Linked DNA regions of Mus musculus: region 2 is linked to region 1. Evidence: chromatin contacts called from public Micro-C data. All regions are on one chromosome and are shown on one strand. The core of a region is the stretch at or near the end of the contact, and the rest is flanking DNA. Distances in the headings are between cores, read along the strand shown. Region 1 has its middle 100 kb from the start of Gm52145. Region 2 has its middle 9.4 kb from the start of Gm52145.

The links. Hi-C and Micro-C count contacts between places; a contact is called where the count stands out from the background.
Region 2: a contact with region 1 is called in a Micro-C map of the G1E-ER4 cell line, with 4 times the contacts expected there. The contact joins two enhancer-like sites. A contact is called at or near these places in 2 of 39 promoter capture datasets (the 3T3-L1 cell line and embryonic stem cells), 1 of 15 datasets of contacts at CTCF or cohesin (large pre-B cells), 12 of 484 Hi-C or Micro-C datasets (the Ba/F3 cell line, the G1E-ER4 cell line, cardiomyocytes and 5 more) and 3 of 115 datasets of contacts at active chromatin or transcription factors (cardiomyocytes, heart atrium and neural progenitor cells).

Annotation. Positions count from the first base shown.
Region 1 is chr14:55,334,985-55,341,100 of GRCm38.p6, reverse strand. No RefSeq gene overlaps it. Among named protein-coding and RNA genes, the nearest start is that of Gm52145, 100 kb to the left of the region's middle. Within about 2 kb of position 2,775, at least 52 of the 459 cell types and tissues checked have an H3K27ac peak or open chromatin away from gene starts, as enhancers often do. A contact at or near this core is called in the G1E-ER4 cell line, where this site is marked.
Region 2 is chr14:55,426,853-55,432,663 of GRCm38.p6, reverse strand. No RefSeq gene overlaps it. Among named protein-coding and RNA genes, the nearest start is that of Gm52145, 9.4 kb to the left of the region's middle. Within about 2 kb of position 2,368, at least 1 of the 459 cell types and tissues checked has an H3K27ac peak or open chromatin away from gene starts, as enhancers often do. A contact at or near this core is called in the G1E-ER4 cell line, where this site is marked.

The DNA.
Region 1 (6,116 bases), core at 1,526-4,025:
CCCAAGGGGATTTGAGCAATACATCAACACGGTCCTTTACAGAACACTCCTATGTCATCAAGTGTATTCCCACCTCACATTAAGTTGACTACACACACACCAACAACAGATTTTTGTGTATGACTGTGTGTCCTATAGGAAGTTTGAACGATGAATTGACAGCAGTCTGAATCTACAGTTGCAGCTGTTCTAAATGTTATGATTGATATTCCTGTAGAATACATTCTTTATTTGCTTCATTCTTGGTCCCATTTCTGTCCGTTTGGGTAGCTAGTCATGCTTTTATCAGGCTATAGTTGATAATATTTGCCTATTCAGGTAAAATGGGTGTCTTAGTTAGGATTACTATGGCTGTGACCAAACAGCATGGCCAAAATCAACTTGGGGAAGAAAAGGTTTCTTTGGCTTTCACATCTGGGGGCATAGACTGTAGAGAGAAACCAAGTCAGGAAGTTGAAGTGGGTATGAACATGGAGGCAGGAGTGGATGCAGAGGCCATGGAGGGGAGCTGCTTATAGCCTTATTGCACTCAGGATACCAGCCCAGAGGTGGTACCACTCCCATCAATTACCACTTAAGAAAATGATCTACACACTTGCCTGTAGCCTGGTCTTATGGAGGCATTTTCTCAGCTCCTCTCAGATGACCACAGCTTGTGGCAAGAGATGCTCAGTAGATCCCCTGAGTTGCAGTCGTATTTCTTTTTACCTGCATTATGCAGCCACAATAGCCTGTTTCCTCAAGGAAATCAGTTCATTGTCTTTTCAAGTCTTTAAGACCCACCCTTCCCACCATGTGTGTAAGGGCAGAGGTCAATCCTCGGGAGGGTCTCTCCCGAGCCTAGAGCTCACCGAGTAGGCTAGGTAGGTGGCCATTGAACCCCAGGAATCCTCCTGTTTCTGCCTCCCCTGCATGGGGTTGCAAGTGTGAGCTTCTACTTCTGGATTTTTACATGAGTTCTGAGGGCCAGACGCAAGTCCACCAGCTTGTGTGGTGAACCCTTTGCTGACTGAGCCATCTTCTTAGTCCTAGCAGTCAGAGCCTAACTCCTTTGTTTGCCTGCTACCCTAGAGGCAAGAGGAGAGCAAATTATTGGGTGGCCACCAAGATTTTAAGTTTGCTGGGACTCCTGACAGAAGGCTCCCCATTCTAGGAATCAGAACCTCCAAAGCTGGCAGAAAATAAAGTCACAGAGGTAGGAAGGATGTTTCTTAATGAGCCCTCGGGAATGACAGCAAGAGAGAACACATGGACTTTGCTCCTGGAGACCATGGTCAAACTCAACAATAGCAATGACAGCAGCTACATCCTTGGAAATTAAAAGTTATTTCTAAACAACTCATGCCAAAGAATAATCCTAATGAAAAAATTTGAGCACTTGAAATTGAGTAATTATAGTGTCAAACCTGAAGGGAGAGGCTTCTCGGAGGGACACTTTATTAGTTCCAAGAATTATTGAAAAAAGAATAGCTGGAAAGGAAGTAGCGTAGGCATTCAGTTTTGAGAAATAAGAAACAGGACAGAGACAGGAATTCGAGGAAAATAGACAAAAGAGTAAATAAAGGTATGTCAAACAAGAAGCAAGCCCAAGGACAAACAACAAGCCAGACTCTGGCTCTCTGAAAAGTCACTGCTTGAGACTGGTGACTGCCTGTCAGAACCGATAAAGACAAAAGAGAAGAGAGGAAAAACCAGCACGGGAAGGCAAGGAAGCCAGCGACTGATGGATGCTGTGGATAAGGGAGGGATCACCAAAGAACGGTTTCATTCATTTATGCCAATACATTTACGTGTTAGGATGAAGTTTCTATAAAGACCAAGAGTCCTATACTTTGTTTTGTGAACTGGCAATGAAACGGGGCTCCTGTGTGCTGTGCACAAGCTGTACCATGGACTATACAGCTCCAGCCAACATGGCTTTTCTTTCTTTCTTTTTAACAAATGCTATCTGACAGTGAAAACACCAGGCCTATGATTCTTACAGAGCATTTGTGAGGGAAGGGCCAGCTAATCCCCGATCTTACTCAGACAGCTCAGGGATTAAGCCGGAAATACTTTGGACCTATTTCATGAGATTCACATAATTTTATTTCAAAAGCTGACAAGGACATGATAAACATAAATTTTAGGCTAATGTTCATGAATGTAGATACAAAACCCCTTTTTAAAAGCCACAAAACTAAACTGAGCAATGTATTAAAATGTGAGCTACAAGCAAATTCAGTTCACATGAAGAAATCAATCAGTTTAATTCACTATAAAACATAATAAATGACAAAGACATTATCTTAACGGCTGCAGATAAAAGGACAAACGTCATATCTCAACAGATACAATGCAGGATATCTTGTAATCAAACACAGAGACTCTGCAACTAAACAAATGAGTTTTTCTGTGGAGAAGGACGGAGACTATAAATAGCCTGCATCTGTTCATGTCGAGTGGCACTGCCAAACGAAAACAAAAGGCCTTCCTTCTCAAGTTTCTGTCGCATATAAGGAACTAGAGGCTTACATCAAAATATTTTTTAAAAAATAGCTGATTATAGATTCACGAAAATACCAACATTAAAAACAATGAGACCACAGTGTTCAATTCTTCATTTATTATGAATGATAGTGTTCACTGGTCAGCTGGCTCCCTTGCCAGGCACAAATCATCAGTTACAATTCTAAGGTTGTGTAGCAGTCTTGAATCAGGTCTTAGAAGTGTTCTGGTTTGCATGGAGAGTGGCTCCTACAGACTGCCTTCAGCTCGCAGACCCAGTGTGTGGTGCTGTCTGAAGGCTTTAGTGCCTGGCTGGTGGAAACGAGTCATGAAGGGTGGCCTTGGAAGATGATGCCAGTCCCTGATTCTGCCTGTTCTCTCAGCTCTCTGCTCTCCTAGCCATATGGGAAGTCCTCACCGCGAACTGCCGAGTCACCTTCCTCTGTGGTCTCTGTCAGGCACTGTATCATGATGACTGAAGGAAGATGCCAAGGTTAACACCTAGGGTGAGAGGTGAGGGCGGGCACAACTTTTAAGATAGGAAGGTCACCACTGCCCCCAAAGGAAACCGGTGTCGCTGCTCCATCTGAGTACATGCTACCGGTGTGCAGGCCAATCCCAGGATTAGCACCATCAAGAGATTAGGCTCACTGTCCACTTGTGACAGTTTGAAATGCAAACACGGTCCTATCTTTTTTTCTATTTGAGCTGAAGCTATTGCAGTGGCTGTGAAGGATGGAGGCAGAAGACTGCCTTTCTTTCCATGTTATTGTTATTTTTTAATATATTTGGAGAAAGCTCTCAAGAAATGTCTTTTTCTGTTTAGTACCAGCTCTCAGGAAGTGAAGGTGGAAGAATTACAGGTTAGAGGCTAGACCAGCGTTCTTAGTGGAATACTATCTCAGGACAAATACATCTGATTAATGTCTTAAAATATTTATAGTTATTAAACTGTGATTCGGGGTAACCCTTTAAAAGACAGCTAATGCTGCTCCTTGCTGGGTCATGGTGGCACATGCCTTTAATCCCAGCACTCCGGAGGCAGAGGCAGGCAGATTTCTGAGTTTGAGGCCAGCCTGGTCTACAGAGTGAGTTCCAGGACAGCCAGGGATACACAGAAAAACCCTGTCTCGAAAAACCAAAAAAAAAAAAAATATTTTTTTGGGGGGGGTCCTTTGGAACTGGAGTTATGGATGGCTGTGATCTGCCACGTGGATGCTAGGAACTGAACCAGGTCTCCTGCCAGGACGAGTGCTCTTCACCACTGAGCCATCTCTCCAGTCCTAGCTTCCGATACTTTTAATTTGATAACCTGTTCTCCCCCTCTCATTTTGTTCCTGTTTAGGTTGCTGTGTTTGTTTTAGGCTTACCAACTTTAGAACTGAAAGCCAAATCAGTTCTTGGAAGTCGTTAACACATTCTTTCCAATAAACACACAAGTATTTTGATCTGATTGCAATTTTTAGTATCTTATAGGATATCTTTGACATAAAGGATGTTGGCTGACAGGTGTTCAAAGGTTACACAGAGTGAAGCTGGGGCTGGCGGGTCCCTTTCGGCTCCCGTTTCCTCTGGGTCTTCAGGGAAGACACCATCCCACTCTCTGTGCCTCTGCTGAGCAGAGGTCAAAGCCCACACATCCCTCCTTGGAAATGAGCCAGCTTCTCTTTCCCCGGAGTTGAAAACTCAAAGAAGCTCCGTCTAGAGATTTCTTTTGATGGTGGCTTTTCCAGACAATTTGATGGCATGATGTCCAATCTGTGATCCCTTTTCAACTCCAAACTCTCTTCTTTTCTTCCTCCTTCCCCCTTGGACCCCCACCTTCCTTCCCCTCCTTCTCTTTTTGGTCTTTTCCTCCCCCTCTGCTTCCCTGTCTGCATCCCCTTCCTTTTGTTCTTGTGTTCTTTCTGCAAATGTCTGTTATACATAGCTCAAGAGAGGTGGGGGTGGAGGGCTGAAATCCATTTTAAGGAACTGGCTTGTATGACTGGATCTAGCAGGGGGAGGTTGAGAGGCTGGTGGCTCTGGGAAGAGCTGCTGTCTAATTCAAAGGCAGTCTACTGGCAGAATTCCCTTTTGTTCATGGAAGGCCATTCTTTGTTTTTTGTTTGCTTTTTCCACCTTCAGCTGATTGGATGGCACCCACACATATTGGAGAGTAATTTACTCAAAATCTGATAATGTAAATGCTAATTTCATCCAAAAATTATCTTCACAGAAACATTTAGGATAATGTTGATGAAATACCCAGGCACTGTGGGCCGATTCATGTTGAGACATAAACTAAACCATCACAACCTAACTGCTGTCACCCACACGTATCTCAATAAAGACAATAACTAGGTTATAATTTCACCTCATGGTATGTTTTTCAAAGCCACTGATCTTCTCCTGGGAACATGCGAAGTCCCTGGGTGATGTATGCTTTTGTTGCTATTCTGTGACTTCTACACCAGGACACAGTGCCAGCAAAACTTCCCTGCTATAGTATAAAGCCATCTCTACTCTGAAGCCATCTCTACTCTGAAGCCATCTCTGCTTTGAAGCCATCTCTGCTCTGCTGCTTCCTTGCACTTGGAAAAATAGAAAGAAAGTGAAGTAAAATAGCATTTACAACTCTTACTAAGGGGCATATTATAAGATTTCCGTATAGACCTTGGGATGCAAGCCTGTAATCCCAGCTACAAGGAAGGCTTAAGTTGGAGGATCACAAGTTCAAACCTGGGCAGGCTCTAGTGAGACATCTCAAAATGAAGAGTAAAGGGCTGGAGAGCTGGCTTAGCAGTTGTGAGCACTGGCTGCTCTTCCAGAGGATCTGGGCTCAATTCCCAGCACAGCATGGTGGCCTTCTGACAGTCATTGACTTCAGTTCCTGGGGTTCTGAAAACTCTTTTGGTGTCTACAGGCACCAGGGACACTTGTGATGCACAGATCCATGCAGGCAAACCACCTAAACACACAGAATAAGTAAATAAACACAAATTGCAAAATGGTCTTAAAAATGCATACACATAGGTTTTTGTTTTTAATTAAAATTTTTATTTTAAAAGAAAAAAGGTTTGACCCCTCTGCCCTCTCTCTCTCTCTCTCTCTCTCTCTCTCTCTCTCTCTCTCTCTCTCTCACACACACACACACACACACACACACACACACACACACACACCTCTTTTACATGTCCATTTTCCATTCCTGGGACAGCTTTGGTCTTTGAGGAAAACAAAGCAAAATGAAGGACTTGTTTGTTTTGTGTGCACCACTATATTGTACATAATTTTTTTGAGATTATACTTTGATTGCAGCATTTCTCCCGCCCCTTTCTTCCTGCCAAGCTTCTCCCATATGCCTCTCCTGCTCTCTTTAAAATTTGTGGCCTTTCTTTCTTCCTTCCTTCCTTCCTTCCTTCCTTCCTTTCTTTCTTTCTTTCTTTCTTTCTTTCTTTCTTTCTTTCTTTCTTTCTTTCTTTCTTTCTTTCTTTTCCTTCCTTCCTTCCTTCCTTCCTTCCTTCCTTCCTTTTTTTCTTTTCCCTCCCTCCCTCCCTCCCTCCCTCCCTCCCTCCCTCCCTCCTTCCTTCCTTCCTTCCTTCCTTCCTTCCTTTCTTCCTTTCACCATTATTACATACATACAAATT
Region 2 (5,811 bases), core at 1,119-3,618, 92 kb before region 1:
TACTCCGTGTCTCATCTTTTTTTTAATAGAACCCAGGACCACCAGCCCAGGGATGGCACCAACCCCAGTGGGCTACGCCTTCTCCAATAATTACTAATTAAGAAAATGCCTTACAGCTGGGTCTTGTGGAGGCATTTTCTCAATTGAGGCTCCTTCTTCTCTAGCTTGTGTCAGGTTAGCACAAAAATCAATCAGAAAAAGGAGGTAGAACAAAACCTAATACAGCAAAATTGGATAAAACAACAAGCAGGAGGAGAAGAGCCAAAGACAAGGCACAGGAAATAGGGACCCACTCTGTTCACACACTCGGGAATCCCGTCAGAACACTAAACCGGAAGTCATGATATCGAACAGAGGAGCCTGCGCAGACCAGACCACGTGGCCTCAGTCTCTCCATTCATTTTCCCAGCTGCACTTTAACCCTGCAGTAAAGCTGATGTCCACGTGGTCTCTGGAAGTCAAGTTGTACAAAGCGGTTTCAGAATTCTACCATTTGCCGTGCTTCAGAAGTTAGCAGAATGTTGCTCTTCGCAATCCTCAGGGCCTAGGGGTGAGCAGAGAAGAGAACACAGATGCCCAGTCACACTGGGGCAGAGGTAGTAGCTCCTGTGGAGGCTACTCCGGGTTTTTTGCCTTGAAGGAAGACATGAAGTGAGTTTTCGATCTCAAGCAATCCCTGTCACATTTAAGCCACGGTCAGTAAGATGTGGGTGTCATAACCCAACAGGGACTACCAGTATTGCTTAAAACAGAGGGTGATATTTTCCCATAGATCTGTTGCCAAGAACTGGAAAACTATCTTAGTTCTTGGGTGAAGTGGCCTAAGGTAAGGTGCACCTTCCCTGACAAAGAATGAAGCAAGAGTCAAAAAAGAGATTCTGTGAGATTTCTTTAAAAATTACATTTTATTTTCTTACTTATTCACTTTGTATTCCGGCCACTGCCCCCTCCTGGTGACCCCCTCCTACAATGTTTTCCCCCTCCTCTTCTCCTCTGAGCAAGTGGAGTGTCCACCCCCCCCCCCCCAGCTGGCACTTCAAGACTGCTGAGGTTAGGCACTTCCTCTCCTATTGAGGCCAAACAAGGCAGCCCAGCTAGAACATATCCCATATACAAGCAACAACTTTTGGGATAGCCCTCATTCTAGTTGTTCGGGACCCACATGAAGACCAAGCTGCACATCTGCTACATATGTGCAGGGACGCCTAGGTCCAGCCCGTGTATGTTGTTTCGCTGGTGGTTCAGACTCTAAGAGCCCCAAGGGTCTAGGTTAGTTGATCCTGCTGGTCTTTCTGTGGAGTTCCTATCCCTTTGGGGGGCCTGCAGTCCTTCTTCCTATTCTTCCATACGAGTCTCCAAGCTCCATCCACTGTTTGGCTGTGGGTGTCTGTATCTGTCTGAGTCAGCTGCTGTGTGGAGCCTCTCAGAGGACAACATGCTCTTGTCTGATGCATAACAGTGCATCATTAATAGTATCAGGGATGAGTGCTTGCCAATGGGATGGGTCTCAAGTTGGGCTGGTTATTGGTTGGCCATTCCCTCAGTCTCTGCTCCATTCTCTGTGCCTACATTTCTTGTAGACAGGATGACTTTTGAGTTGAAAGTTTTGTGGGTGGGTTGGTGTCTCTATTGCTCCACTGGAGTTCCTGCCTAGCTACAGGAGGTGGCCTCTTCTTAGTGAGCTTTTAATGACATCCAAGTATGGGAGCAAGGTATACTTTGAGAGAATGGCTAGGCAAGAAGGCAGAGCAAGAATGAAGAGCCAGCTGCCCCGAGGCTTGAACTGGTTATCCCTGTCACTGAAGTGTGCATGGAAACTGTTCTATCCAGAATGATATGAGCCTAAGGCATAAAAACTTAACCCTCTCTACTTTAACCAACTGAAGAAGAAATAGTTAACCACATTCTATTACTGTTGGCTTAACTCGGTAGTCAAAGATTGGGTGTGGCCTGAAACCTGGGATGGGAGTTTGAGATAGGAGATAACTGACTACATTTATGACCTCAAGCTTACCCGTTAGCTTGATTCTCGATTCTAGTCTTGATTGGGACTAGAAATGAACAGCTAATTGCACTTACTGTCTTCAGGGAGCTCTTCAGCTTTGCGGCCAGTTTAAAGCCACCGCTATCAGCTCATCTTTGACCTAACAGTTAAGAACTCCAAGGGACTGGTCTGCTTCATCTCTTTGTTTTTCTTCAGGCTCATTATCTGCATATTGCCTGAGGAGGCCAGAAGAGGGTGTTGGATGCAGTGAAACTGGAGTTACAGATGGTTGTGATCCTCCCTGTAGATGCTGGGAACTGAACCCTGGTCCTCTGCAGGAGCAGCCAGTGCCCTTAGCAGCAGAGCCTTCTCTCTGCCCCTGGTTCATGTTAAAGAAGTCAGAGAAAAGCATTTGAGGATTGCTTGCTGGAGCAGGGCAGGGGGAGGGTATAGGGGACGATCTATCTGCTTGCTGCCAGTTTTGCATGTGAAAATTTCGAGCTGCTTCTGAGAATGCATTTCCAATATGGATTCCCTGACTCCTGGAATACCCCAACAGACCAGTGGCTGGTTTACTAGGTTAATTTTTTGTGTGTAGTTTCTCTATCCTTGTAAAGGAGATCTCTTTTATGGACAGTTTGTAGTGAGGGCAAGGGAACTTCAGTGTTTCCCTTTAAAAATCCTACATGAATTTCACAACATCTTACTCGGAAAGGTCTATAGGTTTTATCACACATTCAAGCTATCAGAAGATGCTAATGACACACACGTGGCTCGTTCAGTGGTCTTCTCTTTTGCTCAAAGCTAACAGGATTGTTCTGGCCAATCTAACTTGACTAGCATCAGGTAGCTAACCTTTCTTTAAATTAATCTCTTTTTTTTTATAATAAAAAATCCTCTTATGTCAAGCATCATGTATTTTTCTTAAATGCTTGGCTGAACCTAAAATAGAATTGAATCTTTGAAAGGTTAGCTTGATAAAATTATCCAAGAAGAATTACATGTTTACTTTAATCAGTGCTCTTTATTATATGAAAGCATTGGAAGTATAGGATAGTAAGCAATTAATCATAAATGTAGCAGTCTGTGAGTAAGAATATACTCAGAGGTATTATTTTATTAAGACCTTTAAAATTGTCAGTGACATTATGAGGCACAAATAAAGACTTAGCAGGTACAAAATTGGGTGCATTGCATCGGTTTCTAATTTTGTTTGTGTTCTGGAGCCCAAACCTATGGCCTTGAACCAGTATTCTACCCCTGAACTGTAATTTCAGGCCCAACAATTCCCTGATCTTTCATAGATTCAGGTGTGTATGCAAAGTGTTACTTATTTGAAGAAAAAAAAAAGAATAAAATGTATGTTCATTTAAAACCACTGCTTGCCTTCTACTATACAAATATTGATTCTGGGTCAAAGTTGTACCAGTGTAAAATAATTCCTTTTTAAAGGAAATAAGAAAACAATTTATTCTGAGAAAAGCATCCGGGAATGTGAATTCAAATTACTCTAAATGACATGTTCGACTGTGTAAAAGGTTATATGAACTTTTATAGGCACAGCACATAAAAGCTCACCAATCAGTTTTAAGTCCGTGGAGGCAGCAGGAGGAGAGCTTGCAGGGTCAGGGCATTTGTGTGTGCGCGCGCACATGCGCACACATGCACATGAGCGGTGGTGTCTTCTATAGGATTTGGTGGAGGCTGGGGGGTCTGTTAAGGATGGTGATAGGTTCCAAGAATTGTATCTGATAGCCAGAAGGACGTTGGGTCAGATACAGAGGCTGACTTTGTAAATTACAATGGCTTTTGAAAATTACAAAACATAACTCAAGATAACTCTGGCTCTTGGCCCACCACATTTCATCTCCCTGTAATCACCGTGCTCAGGCCAGCCATGGCTGGGCAGTCGGCAGACCCTTCTCTAGAGACGCAGCATCTTCAGAATGCCTTAGGTCACATTGTAATCAGCACATGGGGATTTCATCTTCTGAAACCAGCGTCTGCCCTTGTCTTGGCTGTTGTTAAGCAAGAGAAACCTTGCTCCCAGAGACCCCCGCTTCCCCTGAGTGAGAGGATGTTTTCTCTCACAGAATTTGGCCCTTTTAAGGGTACACCATCAAATCCCACTTATATCAACTCACTGTCTGCCGTTCTCTCACAGTCTAGCTGTTAGGGTGAGTAGAAAATCCAGATGCAGAGGCAGGCTCCTTCTCCCAGGCCGATGCTTGTGTGGACGGGAAGGAAGACGCTGTTGAACCGTTCTGCAGTTTCCCAGGGGTGTTTCAGTAAGGCTTGAGCCTTGTAGCAATGGCAGGAAGGAGCACTATCCCTTATCTTCTGGGAGGTAATTGCCAAGCCTTGCAACATCTTGTCTGGTAGGAGTCTGGCTTGTGATTTGAGCCAACCAGGTGGTAACTGTTAACTCCAAAGGCAATTCCAATTCTCCAAACTCCCAAGGCAATTTGAATAGCCAGAACTGAGTTCAACCTAGACTGTAGGAGGAGTCTGGTGGTTAGATTAAAAACCAGCATTCCTCAGACACTTGCAAAACCAGGTCCGGTCTGCCAAAAGGAGTCATTTCCCTTACCTCTGGCAGAAGGGACATGTGGTTACCCAGTGGTGCCTATGAGCATATCAAAGTGCATGCTGACCTCCAGGTTCCAGTGCCTGACAGTCATCTCAAAGTCCATGCTGGTGCTGTCTCTCATTTTCTAGCCTCTATCCAGCTGCTCTTCTCCCTTCTTTTGCAGACGGCCCTAGCCATGTCCAGTCTGCTGACCATATTTGTTATGGGATACCTGAAGAGAAAAACTCCCAAGAGGCCTGAATAAGTCAAGTGGAGTCTTTATTAACTGCTGATGGGATGGTACCAAGCAGATTAGTGGGAAGCAGCCCTGACCTCTGCTTGGTTTGAGGTTTTAAAAACAGAATTACAATCTTGATGTATACAGGAAGCAAGTGTCATTTGTAGAAGTGGAGAGATAACAGTTAAATGACCAGGCAGTTAACCTGTTATCAGTATGACTTCAAGGGGGGCTGCCATAAAGACACTGCTGGCCTGTCCACTCCACAGCATGGTTAAGGTTTTAGTGTAAATGTGAGAAAGAGAACAGCCAGGGGGTGTGGGAGAGTCCAGAACAGACTCAGGTCTCATTGTATAGGAATTTAGGGCTAGTCACCCAAGATAGTTTTAGCACCAAGAGTAGTCTTAGGAATACATCTAGTCTGCCTTGTCTTTCTCTTCTGGATTCTCCCACACCCCCTGGCTGTTCTCTTTCTCATGTTTACAATAAAACTTTAACCATACTACAGAGTGGTCAGGTCGGCATTTTCTTTATGGCAGCCCCCTTGCATGCAGTCACGCTGTGATTTAGGGTGGGACTTTAGTGCACTGGGTATTAGCACAATCTCCCTGTGGGCTGGAAACTGATCAGTCACATGGATAGTACATAAATCAGCTTTGTGAGGCTATGACAAGATATCCCAGGACATAAACATAACAGAAGAAAGGTGTGTTTTAGTTCAGGCTAAGTGCTGATGGTTGGCTGCCTCCACTGTACATGCCTGTGGGTAAGAAAAAGAATATCATTGGTAGAAGAGTGTGGTGGATCAAAGCTGCAGAGAGATCGACAATGGAAGAGAGGGGGAAAAGTGAGAGGGAAGGGGAGTGAGCGAGAGGGAAGGGAAGAGAGAGGGAGGGAGGAGGAGGAGGAGGAAGAAGAGAAGAGAGTGAAACTGGGAGCATGGTTCAGGGAAAGGACATTCCTTTACAGTATGCTTCCGGTCACCTCCTTTCTCCACCTAGGCCCTACTTCCCGATGGCA